Linked DNA regions of Mus musculus: region 2 is linked to region 1. A link is a contact called in public promoter capture Hi-C data. All regions are on one chromosome and are shown on one strand. Each heading gives the region's core, a stretch centred on a gene start, on an enhancer-like site or on the middle of the called end of the contact. The rest is flanking DNA. Distances are from core to core; before and after follow the strand shown. Region 1 overlaps 4933406C10Rik (RIKEN cDNA 4933406C10 gene). Region 2 overlaps Cdhr3 (cadherin-related family member 3).

Region 1 (5,880 bases), core at 1,250-3,749:
GATGATCTAAAGTCTTTAAGTCTACTCCTGCTTTTTTCTTATTTCTCTTCCTGATATTTTTGTTATGTGCTTGTTATTAAAACAGGAACACTAGCTAGCCTAACCTGGCCTGGAACTCACTATGTAAACCAGGCTGCCTGGAAGTGAATGCAATCTTCCTCTTCCTCTTCCTCCCTACACTTTTGTTTTTTTGTTTTGTTTTGTTGTTGTTGTTGTTGATGTTTTGTTTTTCAAGATAGGGTTTCTCTGTGTAGCTTGGCCTGTCCTGGAACTCAGGCTGGACTCACACAGGTCCTCCTGCCTCTGTCGGCCAACTTCTGGGATTAAAGGCAGGCATCACCACCTCGGATGCCTCCACCCCCTGACAGTGTGTCCCATCATGCCTGGCATCCTATTTCCTGTTTTTCCAGGTGGCCTCCAGTTGCAAGCCTCCCTTCCTCTTCCTCTTGATTCCCACCTTGCTCCGTTCACTTGCTTAGCAGGGAGGAGGTCCCTAGAGGAAATCTCTTAAGCTGCTGTTGAGTCTCCTCCTCCTGGAAAATTTCAGGTGTGCTGCTGTTCCCTTGGGACCCGATCAGTGCAGAGCAAGTCTAAATTTAACAATGTTTTAGGGTTGCTGTTGTTTTAATTACACAAGGTCTCTAAATTTAGACCTGGACTCTTTAAGAAAGTCAGTTTCTCATTCTAAATGGATAGGAATAGTGTTCTTCTATCTAGTGTCGAGGTAGAAATTGGGAGTCTCCTTTCTGTCCTTTAGTATGCCAGGTTTATCTGTGCCCAGCCCTACCCTCAGATGGTAGCCCGCTGCATTCTCGCCCACATCCAGAAGGCCCTCCGCATGCATAGCTCCCCTCTGGCATGCGCCAGACGGCCCTCATTCTACAACACCATCTTCCCTTCTCACAGCGATGACCTCAAAGTGCACCTCAGAGTTCACTGAAGTTCACTGGGCACTACCTCATGAGAGGTCTCTCTCTTCTCATCTCTTGACCCCTGTAAATATCCTTAGGGAGGCTTACTGATATCTTTTTTTAAAGCTTGTAGTTTGCTCGACATTTTAAGTTTTGTTCTTACAACTGCGAGAACAGTCCTACCGGCCATTGTATCTGACAGTCCAAATTAATTTCCCAAAACACATGGTCAAAGGAAAGAACAATCCCTGCAGGCTGTCCCCTGATTTCTACATGTCTGCTGTGACACATATGTGCCTAAGCGCTCTCTCTCTCTCTCTCTCTCTCTCCCTCCCTCTCTCTGTCTCTCCCTCCCTCCCTCCCCCTCCTCCACCTCTCTCCCTCCTTCCCTCCTTCTCCCTCTCCCCACCCCCACCCCGCCTCTTTAGTGGACAGACATCATGAGAGGACAGAAGCAGTACCACCTAGTGTCTGCCAAAGGACGTGACCCTGGGTGTGAAGCAACCCGTGGGTCCAACTGCCAATTAGCAGTGGCACAAAGGTCAGAGGACCACAGGGAAGCCAAGCACTCAAAGTAACAAGATCCAGACTACAGGTCAAGGGACTCAGCTGACAAATGAGGCAAGAGTCAGAAATCAGTATTAGAAATTACTTGATAGGATATCAAACAATTTCCAAGAGAAGGGACAATGTTAACCTGCAGTGTTGAGGGCCACACATTGAGATGGCTACCTAGAAGGGAATGCAGGGAGGCAATGATTTTATTCAAAAAGAGTGGTTCCTGAGGCGGGAAGAGGGCAGCTATGATCCAACATCCTTACCATCATCCATTAAGCTCTGCTTCTGTGTGGTTTTGTATCTTTGGTTTTCTTTCACAGCCAAGAGGGATCTTAAATGTGGGGTGCAAAGAGGCTTCTTCTCAAAATGCAGGCTTGCTGCCCACTCTTTTTTATCCTGTCCCACAGAAAGGTGTCAGTAGCGGCTTTAAAATTAGACTCTTAAGAAATCTGATAACATCTATGCCAACATACAGGCGTGGATAGAAGTAGGTATGTGTGAAGCTGTGGATACACACCATTCTCGCCTGTGCCCATCCTGTCCCTGCCGTCCCCTGGATAAAATATTTACACTTCATCTTGGCATAAGTGACCTTCCCTGCTGTCTATGTCTGAGCTCTTCTTCCCCGAGCTCCATCCATCCCAAGGTATTTTGAGTTGTTTCATTTTACAGTCATGTCCCTCTTTGTGGGTCACTGAAAACTGAGCATGTCTAACTGGATGCACCTTAAGTATGGTCACAATGCATTGCACAAAATCTTCATCAAGAAGGTCTTGTTTTGCAGTATAAAGGCACCCGCTGTCTTTTCTTTCTCAGCTGAGAAGTTAAAAGGCCACAGTCACGATTGGCTGCTTTTAACAACATTGTTGCTCACCCTGTTAATAAAAAAAAAAAATATTTTACTTAGTATTCGGTTATGTCCTGAAATCTATAACTAGTTTGGCAGCTTCAGTCTATTACAAACAGAAACTTAGTTGCCTTGAAGAACTGGCCCAAGAATTGAGGATTAGCACCGGTCATGCTGGCAGCAATGTTCCAGCAGAGGGCAGTAGAGGGCCTAGGGGTAGGGCAGCAACCTTCCTCTGGGCGTTTGCTCTGGAGACTTAAGAATTAAGTCTGGAGCTAGAAAAGTAGGAAGTCTCCAATTTCAAAACGTTGAATTCCCAGAATTAGAAAATGAACAACTTACCATGAGCCTGTGGATCTCAGAATGAGCATGGTCCAAACAGGGCCAGCCTGTGTTCCAAGTTCACTCATGTGAAGGGAGGTAGTGGTGGTAGTAGGGGTGTCAGAAGGTTGTTTCATTCTTGTGTGATTGAAGCAATGTTTCACCTGGCTCAGAAATTCTTCCTGGAGAGCGACCTTTCTCCCAAAGACTAACTTCCCAGAATTCATCTCCGGGGCGGGCGTCTTCCATTTTGTTCTGTAAGAAGGCACTAGTTGTTTGTTCCCACTTGGGAGTGTTTGCCTCACCTTGGTCCCACCGGCAGGTCCTTTGCAGGGAAGGTACGACTCACTTGCTTTTTAAAGAAGCCAGGCTTAGGGTCAGACCCTTGAAACACAGAACCGAGCAGAACAGATGCCAGACTTCAGAGAACCTGTTCAAACCAGAAACCTTGTCACACTGGTGCTCTAAGCACGTAGAAAGTCTTACAAGAGACCTACATCTGGCCTTTGGGGGTCTCTGAGTGTCCCTGCTTCATGATCTTCCCACCACCACTGGAGGTGCTAAAAATTCCGCTTGAAGCCAGTCTGTGACCTTAGTGACTGTCCAAAGAATGCCAGCAGGCCAACCATGTGGACTGAGGAGGAAATGCAGAGCAGGCCAAACAAGAGCTGCTTATATACCTCTGTTGGAGATTCCCAAGGATCCTCTGTCCAGAGCAACCGTGCACATGGTGATAAGTGCCTGCCTGGAGGCAGATCACCCTACCTAGGCCTTAGGGTGACCACAAAAACCTACCCTGGCCTTTTGACTACAGCAAAGCAGCCAATCTCCCAAGTAAACTGCTCCCCTGGGACTCTCTGGTACATTCCGTCCCTCGAGTTCCCAAAAGTCCATCTTGATTTGGAGAGCTCCGCAGCACTTACAAATTAGGAAAGTTTGTGTAAAAAGCAGAACACCTAGCTCATGTGATAGCTCCTGTCACCTGCCCAATGTCCAGTCTTCTTCCAGTTTAGTAGGGAGGAAGGAATGAAGGGGGAAGGGAAAGAAGAGGGAGGGAAGGCAGGGGAAGGCATAAGGAAAGGAAAGAGAAGAGGAAGAGGCGGGAAAGGGAAGTAAAAAAGGAGCAGCTGCTGAAGGCCTGACACCTGTGGGTGAGGGTGCAGACGCACTGTGAGTGTGGGTGTGTGTGCACTGTGTGCGTGCACTGTGAGTGAGGGTGCAGATGCACTGTGAGTGTGGGTGTGTGTGCACTGTGTGGATGCATGTACACTGTGAGTGTGGATGTGTGTGCACTGTGACTAAGGGTGCATACACATTGTGAGTATGGGTACGTGTGCACTGTGAGTGTGGGTGCAGTGAGTGTGGGTACACTATGAGTGTGGGTGCGTGTGCACTGTGAGTGTGGGTGCATGTGCACTGTGTGTGTGCACTGTGTGGATGCATGTGCACTATGTGAGTGCGTATGCACTATGAGTGTGGGTGCATGTGCACTGTGAGTGTGGGTGTGGGTACACTGTGAGTGTGGGTGTGTGTGCACTGTGAGTGAGGGTGCATATGCACTGTGAATGTGGGTGTGTGTGCACTGTGACTGAGGGTGCATACACATTGTGAGTATGGGTGCGTGTGCACTGTGAGTGTGGGTGCAGTGAGTGTGGGTACACTGTGAGTGTGGGTGCATGTGCACTGTGAGTGTGGATACGTGTGCAATGTGAGTGTGGGTGCATGTGCACTGTGAGCGTGAGTGTGTGCGTACTATGAGTGTGGGTGCCTTGAACCCCAGCTGGTGGCTCTATTTTAGAAATGGTAGAAGTGGATCCAAGTCAATTAAAGGAAACAGGTCACTGATAGCATGCCCTTGGCTTCCATATTGCCCTGGCCCCTAACTGTATTCCCCTCCTCAGCATTCTGACTGCTATGGGTCAACAGTGAGCCTACTGCTCGTGCTCCCAACACCATGGAGGCTCCTCCATGCTCCTCCATGCTCCTCCATGCTCCTCCATGAATCCAGAGACATCACAGCCAAAGACCATGGGCTGAAGTTTCTAAAACTGTGAGCCAACACAAGCAATTCTTTCTTTTAAGTTTTATATCCCATTCATTCTGTCACAGTAGTGAATACCGCTGGGACAAAGGGGCCAGATAAGAGGTGTTTAGGTTTGATGGACTGGAGGGTCTCTGGTAGTTGCTCTACTCTGCCAGTGTACTGGGGAAGCAGACACAATGTACTATCAAGTGAGTGTGGCTGGCTCCCAATAAAATCTATTTACCAAAGCAGACAGCCCCCCATGGAGGCCACAGTTTGCCAACATTCAGAGTGGCAGATGTTGTGATCGAGTGAGGATGCATCCAGGGGAAGTGTGCTAATCAATGCATCTGGTCTACATATATATTGTAAGCCGAGCAGCAGGCTCAGGATCAGCCACCCGTGGCTACTCCAGGGTGCACACATAGAAGTCACTGCGGTATGGGGAGGGACAGAATTTCATGTATGTCTCATCTATTTTCATTTTAGATTCTTGACCTTGTCTATAAATTTGTGATCTTGGGAATTTGAAATGAATTATCTCTAACAGGCTGTGGTGGTTTGAACATGCTTGGCCCATGGGAAGTGGCACTATGAGGAGTGGCCTTGTTGGAATAGCTGTGGCTTTGTTGGAGGAAGTGTGTCACTGTGTAGGCAGGCTTTGAGTCTCCTAGTGCTCAAGCTCCACCCAGTGTGGAACAGAGCTTCCTGCTAGCTACCTGCAGAGGACAGTCTCTTCCTGGCTGCCTTTGGATCAAGATGCAGAGCTCTCGGCTCCTCCAGCACCAAGTCACCGTGCATGGTGCCACGCTTCCCACCACGATGATAATGGACTGGACCTCTGAAACTGTAAGCCAGCACCAATTAATGTTTGCCTTTATAAAAGTTGCCTTGATCATGGTATTTCTTCACAGCAATAAAATCCAAACGAAGACATATGCTAATCAGAAATCAGTCTTCTAAACTTCTGAAGAGGACTTGACAGCACATGCGTTCTTAGGGTAGCAGTATATGCCCATTGCCACTCCAGGCTGGTCTGAGCTGTGCATGTCTACCAGGAACTCTCCCAGAAGAGCAGGGGCCCCACCTCCTTACAGGTGTCTTGCCCAGAGGCTTTGCCTCTAGAGGAGTCCTGGACTAAACATTCTAGTTTGAGTATGACTAATAATTTCAGCTACTGGTCAGAAACCACCCAACAAGGATGTGCACACACGTGCTCA
Region 2 (5,880 bases), core at 1,489-3,988, 140 kb after region 1:
AAACCCGGAAAAAAAGCAGTCAAAGATAGCCCAAGAGACTCTGCCAATAAGGTCATCAAAACAGAGGCCAGTTCTGATACTCAGTTTCACTTCAGATGCAGGGCACTCTGCCCACAAAGGGTCTTTGCTGAGATGCACTCCACCCCCAAACTGACCCCATTCAGACTTCCAGGGACTGGCTAGCAAAAAAACATGGAACTCAAGCTATTATGGAAGAATTCCCAATTGTGTGGCTTTTTGATAAAATAGCAGCAAAATGAGCAAGGGTATGTTCTGTGTGTATCCAGAGAGTCTGATACCTCCTTCTGACCTCTGTAGGAAACCAGGTAGGCATGTAGTGCACAGCCATATATTCAGGCAAAACACTAACATACATAAAATAAAAATAAACAATTATTAAAAGGCTTTACTTTAAACTGATTGTGAATTAACTGTGAGTCAAAGAACAAGTGAAAATAATATAACTCATGTCTCAGATACATTCTGTATTTCCCCTCCACATGTATGCAATTAAGTCGTGTCAGGTGAATTAGATTTTTGTTTCGTTTTACCCACTGACTTGTTTTGATTTATTCATATTATATACTGAGATTTCTTTGGGAGTGCTTGGTTACTAATTCTGACTCTCCAGCATCTATTACAAGTGCTAACAGCACCATTTCACCCCTGGCAGTAGTAAGTAAAGAAAAGACACAGTCCAGAGAGGGCCTGTGGTGCAAATGGAACAAAATTAAAAAGCTGTAAAAACAGGTGGAAAGTGAAGGAGAAATAATGAGGAGGGATGGAAATGGGTAAGGAATAACAAAACGATCTTTGAAGGAAATGGGACACCTCAAATCGGCTTGTAGAGAGTCAGTCCCCAATGCCATGCCTTATCAGAGAATCCATGGGTCAAGCACCACCCAAGAGGGGATACATTCCAACTGGTGACTACCTGAAAGTGAGCTTTCTGCATGTTGCAGGGTTGTCATTGATGTCTTCCACAATGAAGGTTATCTGCATGCGGTTCTCCTGACCCCCAGAGGGCCTGTCTCTCACTCGAACTTCCAGAGAAATGATGGGATTCTGTCTCAGTTCGCCTGCATCTCGATCTAGCCTTCGGGCCACTTGGATTGTCCCTGTCACTAAGGAGGCAAAGATTAGAAGACAATGGAGAACACAGGAAAAGACTGTGCCAGAATGATGATCAGCTTGCACCGGGAATAGCCCCTCTACAGACATGTCGTGTGTTTCTGGGTTTGATGTTTATTGGAACACCTGACCTGATCTTTCTCTAAAGCTACACTTTACAGTTCAGGGTTGGGCCCTGAGTACAGCACTGTCCACTGCTGACAGAACTGGTGGGTAGCTGACTTCAATTTGATCCACTGGATTCTCTATTGGAGAATCTGTTGCTAAGAAACACACATCGGAGAGTGAGTGAGCTACAGTTGGAGCTGCAGGCAAAAGCCCAGAACTTGAGCTGCTGAGGTCCTCTGCCCTGATTATCTGACTCTTTCTTATGAGATGTGCCTCTTCCTCCCCTCTCCCCTCCCCTCTCCCCTCTCCCCTCTCCCCTCTCCCCTCTCCCCTCTCCCCTCTCCCCTCTCCCCTCTCCCCTCTCCCCTCTCCCCTCTCCCCTCTCCCTTCTCCTCCTCTCCTATCTTCTCTTCCTTTCTACTGTCTTGTGCTTAGCTAGATTTGCTGTCACTTTTATTACTTGGAACCAGAGTCTTAGTTTAAATACTCAGAAAAAAGGTGTGGGAAGTTCGGAGGTAGAGTGTTTGCCTAGCATAGATGAGGTCCTGGGTTGAATCCCCAGCACTGTGGTGTGTGTGTGTGTGTGTGTGTGTGTGTGTGTGTGTGTGTGTGTCACTGGGCAGTGGTGGTTCATGCCTTTAATCCTAGTACTCAGGTAGCTCTCTGAGTTTGAGGCCAGCCTGGTTTACAGAGCAGGTTTCAGGTCAGCCAGTGCTATAAAGAAAAACTCTGTCTCAAGAAACCAAAACCAAACAAACAAACAAACAAAAAGAAACTCACCACAAAATATAATTTTCTTTATATCCTTAAGTCTTCATTTTTACACAGATGGTGACATGTGCATTCTATTTACAGGGGTTGCACCTTAATCATAATGGCAGTTAAGAAGAATATTTTCATATTTCCCATAAAGGTGAAAGGTAACCCAGCTGCTCACACACAGACCTCCTCAGACCACCATTTTGGTGGGTGTCTGCTGCCTTTAACACGCCCTTTCCCTGACAAGTAAGGGTGAACCTAGATAGAAAGGCCTGAGGGAAGAGAAAGCATTGTAAAACCCACTCAACATTCACATTCGAGGATGCAGGAGAGGCTACTGTGCATGACTCACGCTGGTCTACCATGAAATAGCTGCTGGTGGTAGTGATGCTGTAGAGGAGGCGGCCAGGAAAACCCTCATCATCAGGATCCATTGCTGTGATGTTCGCCACCATGGTTCCTAGAGGCACTTCTTCTGGGACAGAGTACACTCTCCTGGGGCTGAAACAGAAACACTGCAGCCGTGGCTAATTTGCAGGGCAGGGGAGGGTGCAGACTGGGTGGTAGGTATTTTGGTGTGCGCTAAATATAGCACCGCACGGCTTGTGCTGCATCAACATGCAGAGAGAACACAGCAGCTGAGAGGAGGGGTGACTGCTGTCTGTATTTCACATCCTTGCGGATGCAAAGAAGAATGCCAGGCCATTACAGCAGCAATTTAGGTGGTCACAGCCGCTGCCTGCCTGCCTGCCTGATGCCTGTCCTATCCTTAACATCCTCTCACATAAAGACACTTCCTCTACCCAGTCAGCTTCTCTCCTCCCAGTTTCTGTTCAAAAGGTGTCTGGATTCTTTTTAAAAACCCATCTGGACAAGATGTTCAGAGCCTCAGGCTTCTTAATTTGTGCTTGAGTCCCTTCCTGTGGATGATGCCAGAAGCCCAGTTTTGTGTCTTCTCTAGAATCTCTGGTCTTTGTTTCATCCCCTCCCCCCTCCCCTCCCCCTCCCCCCTCCTCCTCCCCCTTCGTTGTTGTCAACTTCTTCGTCTTCTTTCTTCTTCTTCTTCTTCTTCTTCTTCTTCTTCTTCTTCTTCTTCTTCTTCTTCTTCCTCTTCCTCTTCCTCTTCCTCTTCCTCTTCCTCTTCCTCTTCCTCTTCCTCTTCCTCTTCCTCTTCCTCTTCCTCTCCTCCTCCTCCTCCTCCTCCTCCTCCTCCTTCGCCTGAGGATACAACTCTTCCACATGGAACCTGGGCATCTTTCCAGATGGCATTCCCCATGAGGCCAGCTCTCTAAGCCTCTGGCAGTTAGAAGTCATCACACTGTTCTCCAAGGGGCACTGTGCATATTATAACTCCACGTGCCTGCTTACTGACCTTTCTCAGGCTCCAAGCTTTTGTAAAAGGTCAGAAGTGAGATTATTTCAGGGGTGCAGAGTCACCTTTAATTTTCCTGTCTTAAGGTGCCACTTTCCCATGCCCTCCTTGAAGGAAGGCAATCTTCATCTCTGCTCTAAATGGCTGCCTTCATGTAGGGGGGGCCTCGGATCATTTAGCTGCCCCTGACTCACCACAGCTGTCCCATAGGGAGGGCCAGAGAAAACAGACACAAGAGAGAGCCTCAGGCTGGATTAAGAGAGAAGCAGAGACAATCTGTAGCCAGGACCTCACACTAGCCTACCCCATGGGCTCTGCCCTGAATCCTGGGCCCAATATTATGCGTGAGGAGGGTTCTTCCACCATGTATTTCATTGTTAGGGAGGAGCATGCTCACTTTGTCCAAAAGGTGGCTCCAATGCTTGGGCCTCCTTGCCCAGTGTCCCCCAGAGTCTGTGACTTTGGTGGGGTGAACCAGCAAAGCCAGGGGTAGCAGGGGCCAGAGACAGAGTCAGAGGAAAGAGACAGCCTGTCTTCTATAACCAACAGAATCTTGTTTCTAATGCAGGATGGTTTTGTCTTCCATCCACTAGATTGGGTCTAGGAACTTCCTAGCCAGGGTCATAAGGATGCTTGGTGGTCTGAATGATACAATGTTCCACGGGAGTGTCTGGCATTTGAATATTTGCTCCCCAGTTGGTGATTTTCAAGGGGAGGGCTTAGAGGGTGTGGTCTCACTGGAGGAAGTCTGTCCCTAGAGGCAGGCTTTGAGGTTTCCAAAGACTCCTTTCCAATTTGATCTCTGGTTCCTGTTTGAGGTTAGAGCTGTGAGCCCTCTGCCATTATTCTGGCTGCCATGTCTGCCTGCTGTCATGTTTTCCTGCTGTGTGATGATGGACTCTTATCCTCTAGAACCATAAGCTCCAATTAAACCTTTCTTTGTGTAAGTTGCTTTGGCTGTGGTGTTTTATCACAGCGAGAAAAAAAGGATAATACAGATGTTTCGCGGCCTGCACAGACTGGTCCTGGCTTTCAACATTACTCCCTGGATCAGCAATACCAGTGTCACCAGTGAGCTCCGTGGGAATGGAGATTACTGAGCACTTAATGGAGCCCTGAATGTCCACTGAAAAAGCCAGGGATACGCATATAGTCTCCAGTGTCAGTGGTGACCATTAGGCTTCTAGGACAGTAAGAAGACAACATAGGGGGAATATTTGCCCCATCCTTCTGGGCAGTGGTTCCAAGCTGAGAGATGATTACAGCTAGACACATTTTTTTTGGTTGTCACAACTTGGGGAGGGAGCCGTTCTTCCCACCTTGAGGGAGATGCTGCCAAACACACTCCGTCACACAGGACAGCCCAGTCACAGAAAAGCATCTGGTTCCAGTCAGATGAGCTGCTTAAATCCTGCTCTGAAGCCTCTATAGTGTATGCTGGGTGTGCCCCATGAAAGGAACAAGGCTAGCTTTTGGGGACAGTGCCTCAGACTCTCATGCCAAACAGTCTTTCCTTGGCTGCCCTGGTAGCCAATGTGGCAGGAGATAAAAAGTTTTAATATTTGATTTGGGTATCTAAGATTCATTCATGTCTGTAAAAATATATATCTGTACCTATACATATACCTGTACCTATACACATACCTATACCTATATCTATCTAAAAAATGGCCTAATTTCACATCTACCAAAATAGAGAGAACAAATATGATTATCATTCATATTCCACACTCAGCTCCTCACTATACCTGGCTGCCAGAACTCAGGGCCACAGTAGGTGGGGTCTGTGACCACATTCTCTGTGTGAAGGGGCAACTTCCTCTCTGTGATGAGTATGCAGGAAGGCACTGCCAGGCACTCTTACAAGAGGACTTCCAGTGAGTACAAAGAAAACAGGGAGAGCTGGGAAGAGCTACTTGCTGACATCTGAAATAAAGTGATCTTCAGTCAGCACCACACACGGGGAAAGAGTAAATATGTCCGTGTTTTCAGCCTCCCAACAGAAACATCACACCCACAAAGCAGACAGCCAGACATCTCCACTCAGGGATGAAATGGGGAGACAGTCTCAACAGCAGAAACAGCACTCGCTGCCTGGCCTTAACATAAGGTGAGGAGCTGTTTCCACATCTGCCTTGGCTACATCACACTCAGACGTGGTCACACCTGGGTCAGCTTGAAGATTTCATCTCATAACCCACAATGAAACTTTCATGCTTCGTACTGGCAGAAGTTTTGAGAGACAAGGAAATAGGAAAATGCAAGGGATTGGGCAAGCTTTCAATTCAGCATCCAGTGTAACTCAACTGCATCCTTTCAACTCACGGCTGTTGAGGGATGGGGATGCTGGCAAGCGAACACCCTGAGCAAAATGAGGTGGTGCCCTGCCCTTGCTAGAATGCAGGCTCCTGCAGACACACCTCGATACCATCCAGGAACACTGAAGCAAAGCTGTCTCAGAGCCTAAGAGGTCCATCTTTAAAATCACAAGAGAGAACCAAGGAGTTTGA

The links. Capture Hi-C pulls out chosen DNA fragments and counts their contacts.
Region 2: a contact with region 1 is called in a promoter capture Hi-C map of adipose tissue. The contact joins two enhancer-like sites. A contact is called at or near these places in 1 of 39 promoter capture datasets (stem cell-derived epiblast-like cells), 1 of 115 datasets of contacts at active chromatin or transcription factors (microglia) and 2 of 9 other capture datasets (adipose tissue and liver).

Annotation. Positions count from the first base shown.
Region 1 is chr12:32,917,837-32,923,716 of GRCm38.p6, forward strand. 4933406C10Rik (RIKEN cDNA 4933406C10 gene) reads right to left here. Exons shown (of 6, transcript NR_044986.1): 4 at 2,987-3,067; 5 at 2,659-2,892; 6 at 1,548-2,344. Among named protein-coding and RNA genes, the nearest start is that of Gm33484, 12 kb to the left of the region's middle. Within about 2 kb of position 2,500, at least 26 of the 459 cell types and tissues checked have an H3K27ac peak or open chromatin away from gene starts, as enhancers often do. A contact at or near this core is called in adipose tissue, where this site is marked.
Region 2 is chr12:33,059,298-33,065,177 of GRCm38.p6, forward strand. It overlaps Cdhr3 (cadherin-related family member 3), which reads right to left. Exons shown (of 20, transcript NM_001024478.1): 7 at 2,351-2,499; 8 at 935-1,124. Among named protein-coding and RNA genes, the nearest start is that of Cdhr3, 31 kb to the right of the region's middle. Within about 2 kb of position 2,739, at least 54 of the 459 cell types and tissues checked have an H3K27ac peak or open chromatin away from gene starts, as enhancers often do. A contact at or near this core is called in adipose tissue, where this site is marked.